Linked DNA regions of Callithrix jacchus: region 2 is linked to region 1. The links are chromatin contacts, called in public Hi-C maps. All regions are on one chromosome and are shown on one strand. Each heading gives the region's core, a stretch centred on a gene start, on an enhancer-like site or on the middle of the called end of the contact. The rest is flanking DNA. Distances are from core to core; before and after follow the strand shown. Region 1 overlaps NUP214 (nucleoporin 214). Region 2 has its middle 17 kb from the start of PRRC2B.

Region 1 (4,369 bases), core at 521-3,020:
TCAGTCTACTTTGTTACAACAAAACGGGTAGTTTACCTCCAGCACCTAAGAACAGTATGTGGCACCCAGAAAATGCTCATTAAGTATTTGTTGAAAGAATGAATAAATGAATGAATGCACACCAAAAGTTCTCAAAGGAATGCTGTATCTGGTGTACTTTGGTACAACTAAACAAAAAAATAAATAAAATAAAAATCCCACCTCTTCTAATGTCATTTGCCCCACTTTCTTCATTTTCCACTTCCTTCCTGCCAGGACTCTAGTCATTCCAGCCACCTTTCCACTGCTCCTCAAACATGTTCTGCCCCTTCCCAGGTTTTGGCTTTCACACTTCCTGCACTCCCTTTTCCAGAACACTCTTCTCACCACTCTGCCTAGCAACTTCTGGTCATCATATAAATTTCAGCTAGAAGATCATTTCCTCATCAAACACTTTCTCAACCTGACTTCATCAGACTGCCTTGTTTTGGCTTTCCTAGCACCCTGTACTCCTCCTTCACTGACTTTACTACATTACAACTAAATAAGCGTTTGTGTAATTGGCAGTTTCCCGGCTGTCTTCTTGCTTGGTATGTCTTATTCACTACCACATCTCTAGTACCCATGGTAGCATCATGCTCACAGCAGATGCTGTGTAAGAATCTGCTGATCAAGCGATGGAGCACTGCAAAGGAGTTTGAATAGCTGGGGGTTGGCGCCAGATAAACACTCTTCCAGTGAACTGAATGGATGAGGCCAATGAATATAAAATACACCAATGGCAGAAATACGTAAGCTCACCCTATAATAAACCTTCTGTAAAATACCACTGAGAAAAGCTAGCTGCAAAGTTAAATACTTAAAATACACTTAGGAAACTACTGTTTAAAAGAGTCTGAAGTTATTTTACAATGAGCATATTCTCTCAATCTTTCCTGGGGAGTGACAGTAAATATCAATTTTCATTTTTCAATTTATGTTTGGAGTTTACCTTTTCTTCAATAAATGATTATTGAAAAGCAGTGCTTCTATGTTTCAGGCACCATGCTGGGCATACACATGAAACAAGTAGACCACAGTCCAAGTCTGTGGAGAACAGAACATCTTAAAGTTTCTTCAAGATTTCTTAAGTCTGAGTTTTTTTTCTTGTCAGAAAGAGTAAACTCATTATTAGTCCTTTAACAAAGTGTTCATCAAAGATCAGCTCAGATGAACCATTTAGGGAAATGAAGCTTGAGAAATGGAAAAGCAGAATCTCCAAAAGGTGCTTCTCATATATAGTTAGCATGCTAGCACTGAATGTATCTCAGAAATACCAGATAATACTTCCTGTACGATATGCTGAATTTTCCCCACTTACGTAACATTCTGCCTTCGGTGGCTTTTCCCTGCCTTCCCTATGTTGGGAATCTGGCTACAGTACCTATACGGTAATGCATAGTTCTTTCCCTTGAAAAGTTTGCAGCAACCACAAATACCATCTTGGTCTAAACAGCATACCAAGGCTCCAAGGTCACTATAAAATAGTAATAGAGAAGGCCTGTTTTTTGGCTGCTAGTATGGCCCTGAGATAACTAAAAATTCCTCAGACAAGCAGTGTTGATAAACAGAACAACATGGAAAAAAAGAGGCCAGTGGACTAGTGAGGCAAGGTCACTTGAGAGAGGGAAAACAGAGCCATGGCAGATCTGCTCTATGGGACTGCAGAGGGTGAACACCCTGTGGAGAACCACAGAGTCTGTGGCTGCCCTTCTTGCCGCTAGACTAATCATGGTACCAGATACTAACTCCCTGAAATCTGATACTAGTTTTCTAAGTGAGGAAATGTCCCTCAACTCTTTCCTATGCCACAGGGGATGGTGGCTGGTTTAAAGGGATCGTGATCGCAAAATATGCAGGGCAAAGCAGGGCACAGGCATGTTCTGTGAACCTGCCCAGGGCAGTGGGAGGGAGTCAGCACCTTGAATTCTGAACACAGATGAGGACTAAAGACAAGTGAGCTAGGCATAGTGGTTCTTGCCTGTAATCACAGCACTTTGCGAGGATGAGGCAAGAGGATTACTTGAGCCCAGAAGTTTAAGACCGGCCTGGGGTGACATGGTAAGAACCTCATCTCTACAAAAAATGAAAAAAATTAGCTGGGTGTGGTGGCATTGCCTGTAGTCCCAACAGCTTCTTGGGAGGCTGAGATGAGAGCATGGCTTGGGCCAAGAGGTTGAGGCTACAGTGAGCCATGATCATACTGCATTCCAGCCTGGGTGACAGAGTGAGACCCTGTCTCAAAAAAACAAACAACCACCACCACCACCACCAACAACAAAAATAAGTGAGCTCCACCAGCAATGACTTAGCCCTTAAACACAGCATGGCAGAGAAGCTAGAGTCTCCAAACAGAGCTGCTGTCTTTTAAAGGATTTTTTTTTTTTGAGATGGAGTCTTGCTCTGTCGCCCAGGCTGGAGTGCAGTGGTGCAATCTTGGCTCACTGCAACCTCCACCTCCTGGGTTCAAGCGATTCTCCTGCCTTAGCCTCCTGAGTAGCTGGGACTACAGGCACATGCCACCACACCTGGCTAATTTTTGTATTATTAGTAGAGATGGGGTCTCACCATATTGGCCAGGCTAGTCTTGAACTCCTGACCTTGTGATCCCCCCACCTCAGCTTTACAAAGTGGTGGGATTGCAGGCATGAGCCACTGCACCCGGCCTTAAAAGACTTTTTTTTTTTTTTAATACAAAAGCAAAAGAAATGGGAAGAACAGAAATACCTGGAGAAGGGAAATGAGGGAGGAAAGTGTCACCCTTGAGATTAAAGTTTCCAGAATCAAGTCTGCATCAGACCCAAAGCATCAACTCTGGAACCCCCAGGACAATTAAAAAGGCCAGGCGCAGTGGCTCAAGCCTCTAATCCCAGCACTTTGGGAGGCCAAGGGAGGTGGATCATGAGGTCAAGAGATCGAGACCATCCTGGTCAACATGGTGAAACCCTGTCTCTACTAAATATACAAAAAATTAGCTGGGCATGGTGGTGCGTGCCTGTAATCCCAGCTACTCAGGAGGCTGAGACAAAAGAATTGCCTGAACCCAGGAGGCGGAAGTTGTGGTGAGCTGAGATCGAGCCATTGCACTCCAGCCTGGGTAACAAGAGCGAAACTCCGTCTCAAAAAAAAAAAAGAAAAGAAAAATCAAACTGCACACCTAATGTGAACCACACAGACTTATACACGGCAAACAGAAACTGAGCATACAGCATCAAGATAAACTTTAAAGGTTTGTGAGGCAACTGTCACTGGCCAGTTAAATAGGACAATCTCCTGAAAACGTATCGTGTAGGCAGGCTTAGCCGCCCACATGCCCTTATAACCTAAGGCAGGGCAGGAAAACCAGACTGTGACAGTGGCGCTGCTGCCCTCTGCAGGCAGTCCACCGCGACTACAGAAGTAGCTAGGGGCTGAAACACTGTAAAGTCAGAACATACCCCATCGCTGCGGAAGGAGTTGCAGGGTTATTCTTCAATTCCTGCACATTTACCACTTGAGGGACATTCTTCAATGTTGATTCAGTCAAAGTGCTTACAGCTATTTAAACAGAGAAAAGAGAACACCATATTAATTCCAGTAAAGGATAAAAAGTTCTAGTAATATATAAATGAAAAACCAAGACATGAGCCCAAGCAGAGTAGAGTTTTATCATATGAAGGAAATCTACTCTAGGTAGTTCTGCAGGACTGTGTTCAAAGGAACATCTGGCCTACTCCATTAACACAGGTGATGGAATGAGGCTTCCTGCAACTTAATCAAATGTGATACAGTAGGGGAAAATAATTCTCTAGCCAGGTTTTCTACACATTGTTGGCTTGTCCTGGAAAAGAACAGCTAGAGCTAGAGGATTAACAGCATCTGGACTCAGGATTTCTGCCACTCATTCACTTTGTCTCTCTTTACCACGTGCTTATTATGTGCCAGGCTCTGTGTCATGGGCTGGGAATACAAAAGGTATCTACAGTTTCTTCTCTAAAGGAGCTCATGGCCTGGTGAGACAGACAGGCATAATGAATAAAATGTGGAAAATGGAGCTTGGACAAGAATGGCGGAAAAGGCCAAGAGGCATATATTTGACACCTACTTATCTATCTTTACCAGCTTTTACTTTGTGTCTTACAATTTTAAATTGTATTCCAAAAGACTTAATGACATTCTATAATTAGTGATTAAGGAAGCCTGAGCAAAGTTTGTGGATCACTTCTAACTGTATCACTGGCCAAGGTAAAAGCAGTATCATAAGCAGAAGGATAAATCTGTGGTTAATTCTCTTTCATTCCCTCTTTCAGGGAAGTGACCAGAACATCTTGCCTACGACTGCACATCTTTCATCTCTCATATTCAAAGGTGC
Region 2 (4,369 bases), core at 937-3,436, 150 kb before region 1:
TGGAGGTTGCAGTGAGCCAAGATCGAGCCACTGCACTACAGCCTGGGTGACAGAGCGAGACACCATCTCAACAACAACAATAAAAAGGCTGAGCGCAGTGACTCACGCCTATAATCCCAGCACTTTGGGAGGCCAAGGCGGGTGGATCAATCACCTGAGGTCAGGAGTTCGAGACTAGCCTTGGCAAACATGGTGAATGCTTGTCTCTATTAAAAATGAAAAAAAAATTGGCCAGGCGTGGTGGTGGGTGCCTGTAATCCCAGCTACTCGGGAGGCTGAGGCAGAGAATTGCTTGAACCTGGGAGGCGGAGGTTGCAGTGAGCCAAGATCACGCCACTGCACTCCAGCCTGGGTGACAGCAAGACTCCATCTCAAAACAAACAAACAAACAAACAAACAAACAAACAAACCAACCAACCAAGACTCATGAGTGGTGTGCGACTCATGCCTGCAGTCCTGGCACTTTGGGAGGCCAAGGCCAGAGGAGTTCAGAGCAGGAGTTGAGGCCAACCTTGGCAACAGATCAGACCCCCCTGTCTACAAAAACAACTACAAATTTTGGCTGGGTGTGGTGGCACAGGCTTATAGTCCCAGCTACTCAGGAGGCTGAGATGGGAGGATTTCTTGAGCCTGGTAGATCAAGGCTGCAGTGAGCTGTGATTGTGCCACTGTATTCCAGCCTGGGGTGACAGAGTGAGACCTTGTCTCAAAAAGAAAGAAAGAAAAAGAGCCAGGTGCGGTGGCTCATGCCTGTAATCCCAGCACTTTGGGAGGCCGAGGCAGGCAGATCACTGAGGTTGCAGTGAGCTGAGATTGTGCCACTGCACTCCAGCCTGGGCGACAGAGCAAGATTGTCTTGGAAGAAAGAAAGAAAGAAGGAAAGAGAGAGAGAGAGAAAGGAAGGAAGACACAGAGAAAGGAAGAAAAGAAGGAGGAGAGAAGGAAGGAAGGAAAGGTGGAAGGGAGGGAGGGAAGGAAGAAGGGAGAGAAGGAGGGAGGGAGGGAGGGAGGGAGGGAGGGAGGGAGGGAGGGAGTGAGGGAGGGAGGGAGGGAGGGAGGGAGGAAGAAAGGAAGAAAGGAAGATACAACCAAGACAGAGCTGTTGAGTGATTTGTCCCAAGTGAGCACCTTAGACATGGGAGCGCCAGGGCTGCAACTCAGCTCCGACCCCAAAGCCCACACTGTTGGCTGCTTGAACTCCTCCCATCTCCCAGGCTGCTTGGCTCTGTCTTTCCTCCTGGGTCCCTTCTGGTGGGGTGGGGGGTTCCTTCATCTCCCGGAGATTTGCCCATATGCTCAGCAGTGAGTTGGGGGCTCCCCCATTAATTTCTTCTGGGAGACTCTGGGCTGTGGGGCTGCTGGGGGGCACCTGGGGAAGGAGTAGGGGTGGGGCTGTGTTGCCATGGGGAGGGGGATCTGGGCCGCAGGGCTGGGAGTCCTTCTGTTCCAGCCCCTGGCAGAAGCCGGTCCCCTGAGAGCCAGCCAGGCTTATTAATATCCTGCTGAGTCAGGGGGCTCTTGAGTTTCGGCATCACAAGACCCAGAGGTGGAGCACTGCAGGGATATTCTTAACTCCCCTGGCACCTTCTCCCCCCACCTGCACTGCCCACCCCTGGCTGGGGCCTCGCAGGCCTGAGTTGCCACATGGCCTGGGGCAAGGCACTTCCCCAGACTGACTATGAAATGGGGACAAGAACTGTCCTGCCCCGGCTGTAATTAGAGTGTTCCTAATGGTTTGATGTGTGGGAAGGGCTAAGAAGCAAGAGCTGTCCTTCTAGAAAATGCTTTTTTTTTTTGAGACCTAGTCTTGCTCTGTTCGCCCAGGCTGGAGTACAGTGGCAGGATCTCGGCTCACTGCAACCTCTGCCTCCCAAGTTCAAGCAATTCTCCTGCCTCAGTTGGGACTACAGGCACCCACCACCAAACCAGGCTAATTTTTGTATTGTTACAAAATTTACTGTGTTGGCCAGGCTGTTCTCAGACTCCTGACCTCAGGTGATCCTCTCACCTCAGCCTCTGACGTGCTGGATTACAGGCGGGAGCCACTGTGGCCTAGAAAATGCTTTTTTGAGGACCTGCTACACATGGGTCCCTGCCTGGAGGCTGGGGTCCTACAGCAGGGGGTGGCCCAGCCCCTCTCTTACAGAGCTCACTGCCTGTGCCCAGAGGCCCCCACTAGCAGCCTCAACTGATTGAGCTCGGCCAGAGTTGGACGTAAGCAGGGCCGGGGATTGAGCTCTCCTGGCCATTTGGAATCCGGTCTGGGAAACTCTGATCACATGGATGGGCCCTGGCTAACTGGAAGAGAAACTGGACTTGGGGTGAGGGATCCATGGGGGCCAGCCATGACAGCCAAGGGGGTTGGTCTGCAGAGGTCGGAACTAGGCACATGCACAAAAGCCCAGCACCCCAGGAGAGAGGGTTTCTGCTCCTGGCTCTGCCCCTCGTAACCTTTCCCAGCCCAGGCTCCAGGAAGCTGCCCTGTGGCCCTGGGCACTACACTCATGGCTGCTCTCAACCCACACGAAGTCCTGCAGAGGCAGGTGGAGCGGGGAGTACTTCTTCATCTCCTAGACCTTGGGATTCCAGCAGTCACGGTTTTTGTGGGTTTGTTTGTTTTGTTTTGTTTTTTGAGACAGGGTCTTGCTCTGTCACCCAGGCTGGAGTGTAGTGGTGCCGTCAAGGCTCACTGCAGCCTTGATCTCACAGGTTCAAGCCATCCTCCTGCCTCAGCCTCCTGAGTAGCTGGGACTACAGGCACATGCCACCATGCCTGGCCAATTTTTTGAAGAGACTGGGTCTTGCTATGTTGCCCAGGAGTCTCAAACTCCTGGGCTCAAGGGATCCTCCCTCCCTCCTTGGCCTCCCAAAGCACTGGGAGCCACCATGCCTGCCCAGCAGTCATGGTTTAAAAACCATTTACAGGCTGGTGCGGTGGCTTGTACCTGTAATCCCAGCACTTTGGAAGGCCAAGGTTGGTAGATCACCTAAGGTCAGGAGTTCGACACCAGCCTGGCCATGGTGAAACGCCGTCTCTACTAAAAATACAAAAATTAGCCAGGCGTGGTGGCAGGCACCATTAATCCCAGCTACTTGGGAGGCTGAGGCAGGAGAATCGCTTGAACTCAGGAGGAGAAGTTGCAGTGAGCCGGGATCGTGCCATTGCACTCCAGCCTGGGTGACAGAGCGCTCCATCTAAAACAAAACAAAAAGAAAATGTTTACTGAGTGCTTCCCAGGTGCCAAGCCGGTTTGAGTGCAATGTATATGCCATCTCCCCAAGCCCTAATGAGGTGCCTTTCGGGTGGGTACTTGGTTCTCTTCTCTCTTTTTTTTTTTAATGGAGTCTCACTTTGTCGCCCAGGCTGGAGTGCAATGGTGCGGTCTCAGTTCACTGCAACCTCCACCTCCCAGGTTCAAGCAATTCTCCTGCGTCAGCCTCCCGAGTAGCTGGGATTACAGGCCTATGCCACCACGCCTGGTTAATTTTTGTGTTTTTATCAGAGACAGAGTTTTACCATGTTGGCCAGGCTGGTCTCGAACTCCTAACCTCAAGTGATCTACCTGCCTCTGCCTCCCAAAGTGCTAGGATTACAGGCGTGAGTCACCGCACCCTGCTGGTTCTCCTCATTTTACAGATGAGGAAATAGAGTCTCACGTGGCAACTCACCTGTCACTAAGTGATGGAGCCAGGCCTCGAATCTGGGCCTGGCCTGTATCCGAGCCCTGATTCTTAACATTCATTCTAGACTCGTTCATTCAGTATGGCACCCATAGGATTTGTCCAAACAATTACTGGGTGAAGAAAATAACTTCAGGCTGTGGTAGGAAGATTCCTTGAGGCCAGGAGCTTGAGACCAGCCTGGGTAAGTGAGACTCCCCCATCCCTACAAAAAATTAATAAGTGAATCAGGCATGGTGTTGCAAGCCTGCAGTTCCAGCTATTCTGTAGGCTGAGGCAGGAGAAACGCTTGGGCCCAGGAGATAGAGGTTGCAGTGAGCCGGAATTGTGTCATGCACTTTAGTCTGGGTGACAGAGTGAGATCCTGTCTCAAAAAAAAAAAAAGACCAACTTTGTACCTAGCAAATTCCTCTTTTGAGGTCTGTGACCCAGTGGCCCTTACACTGTAAGCCCCTACAGACAGTGACTGGGTCTCCTTCCCCTCACTCCCACCCCCATGCACACACAGGGTCCACCCAAGGCTGTCCTCCCAGCACAATTTTTTTTTTTTAGACAGAGTCTCACTCTGTCGGCCAGGCTACAGTGCGATGGCACAATCTCAGCTCACTGTGACCTGTGCCTACTGGGTTCAAGCAATTCTCTGCCTCAGCCTCCTGAGTAGCTGGGATTACAGGCACCTGTTACCATG

What was found. A called contact is a pair of places that touch in the nucleus more often than the background predicts.
Region 2: a contact with region 1 is called in a Hi-C map of skeletal muscle, with 14 times the contacts expected there. The contact joins two enhancer-like sites. A contact is called at or near these places in 2 of 3 Hi-C or Micro-C datasets (both in skeletal muscle).

What each region holds. Positions count from the first base shown.
Region 1 is chr1:179,826,267-179,830,635 of calJac240_pri, reverse strand. It overlaps NUP214 (nucleoporin 214), which reads right to left. Exons shown (of 36, transcript XM_078329790.1): 24 at 3,456-3,555. Among named protein-coding and RNA genes, the nearest start is that of NUP214, 51 kb to the right of the region's middle. Within about 2 kb of position 1,770, at least 1 of the 16 cell types and tissues checked has an H3K27ac peak or open chromatin away from gene starts, as enhancers often do. A contact at or near this core is called in skeletal muscle, where this site is marked.
Region 2 is chr1:179,975,123-179,979,491 of calJac240_pri, reverse strand. No RefSeq gene overlaps it. Among named protein-coding and RNA genes, the nearest start is that of PRRC2B, 17 kb to the left of the region's middle. Within about 2 kb of position 2,186, at least 1 of the 16 cell types and tissues checked has an H3K27ac peak or open chromatin away from gene starts, as enhancers often do. A contact at or near this core is called in skeletal muscle, where this site is marked.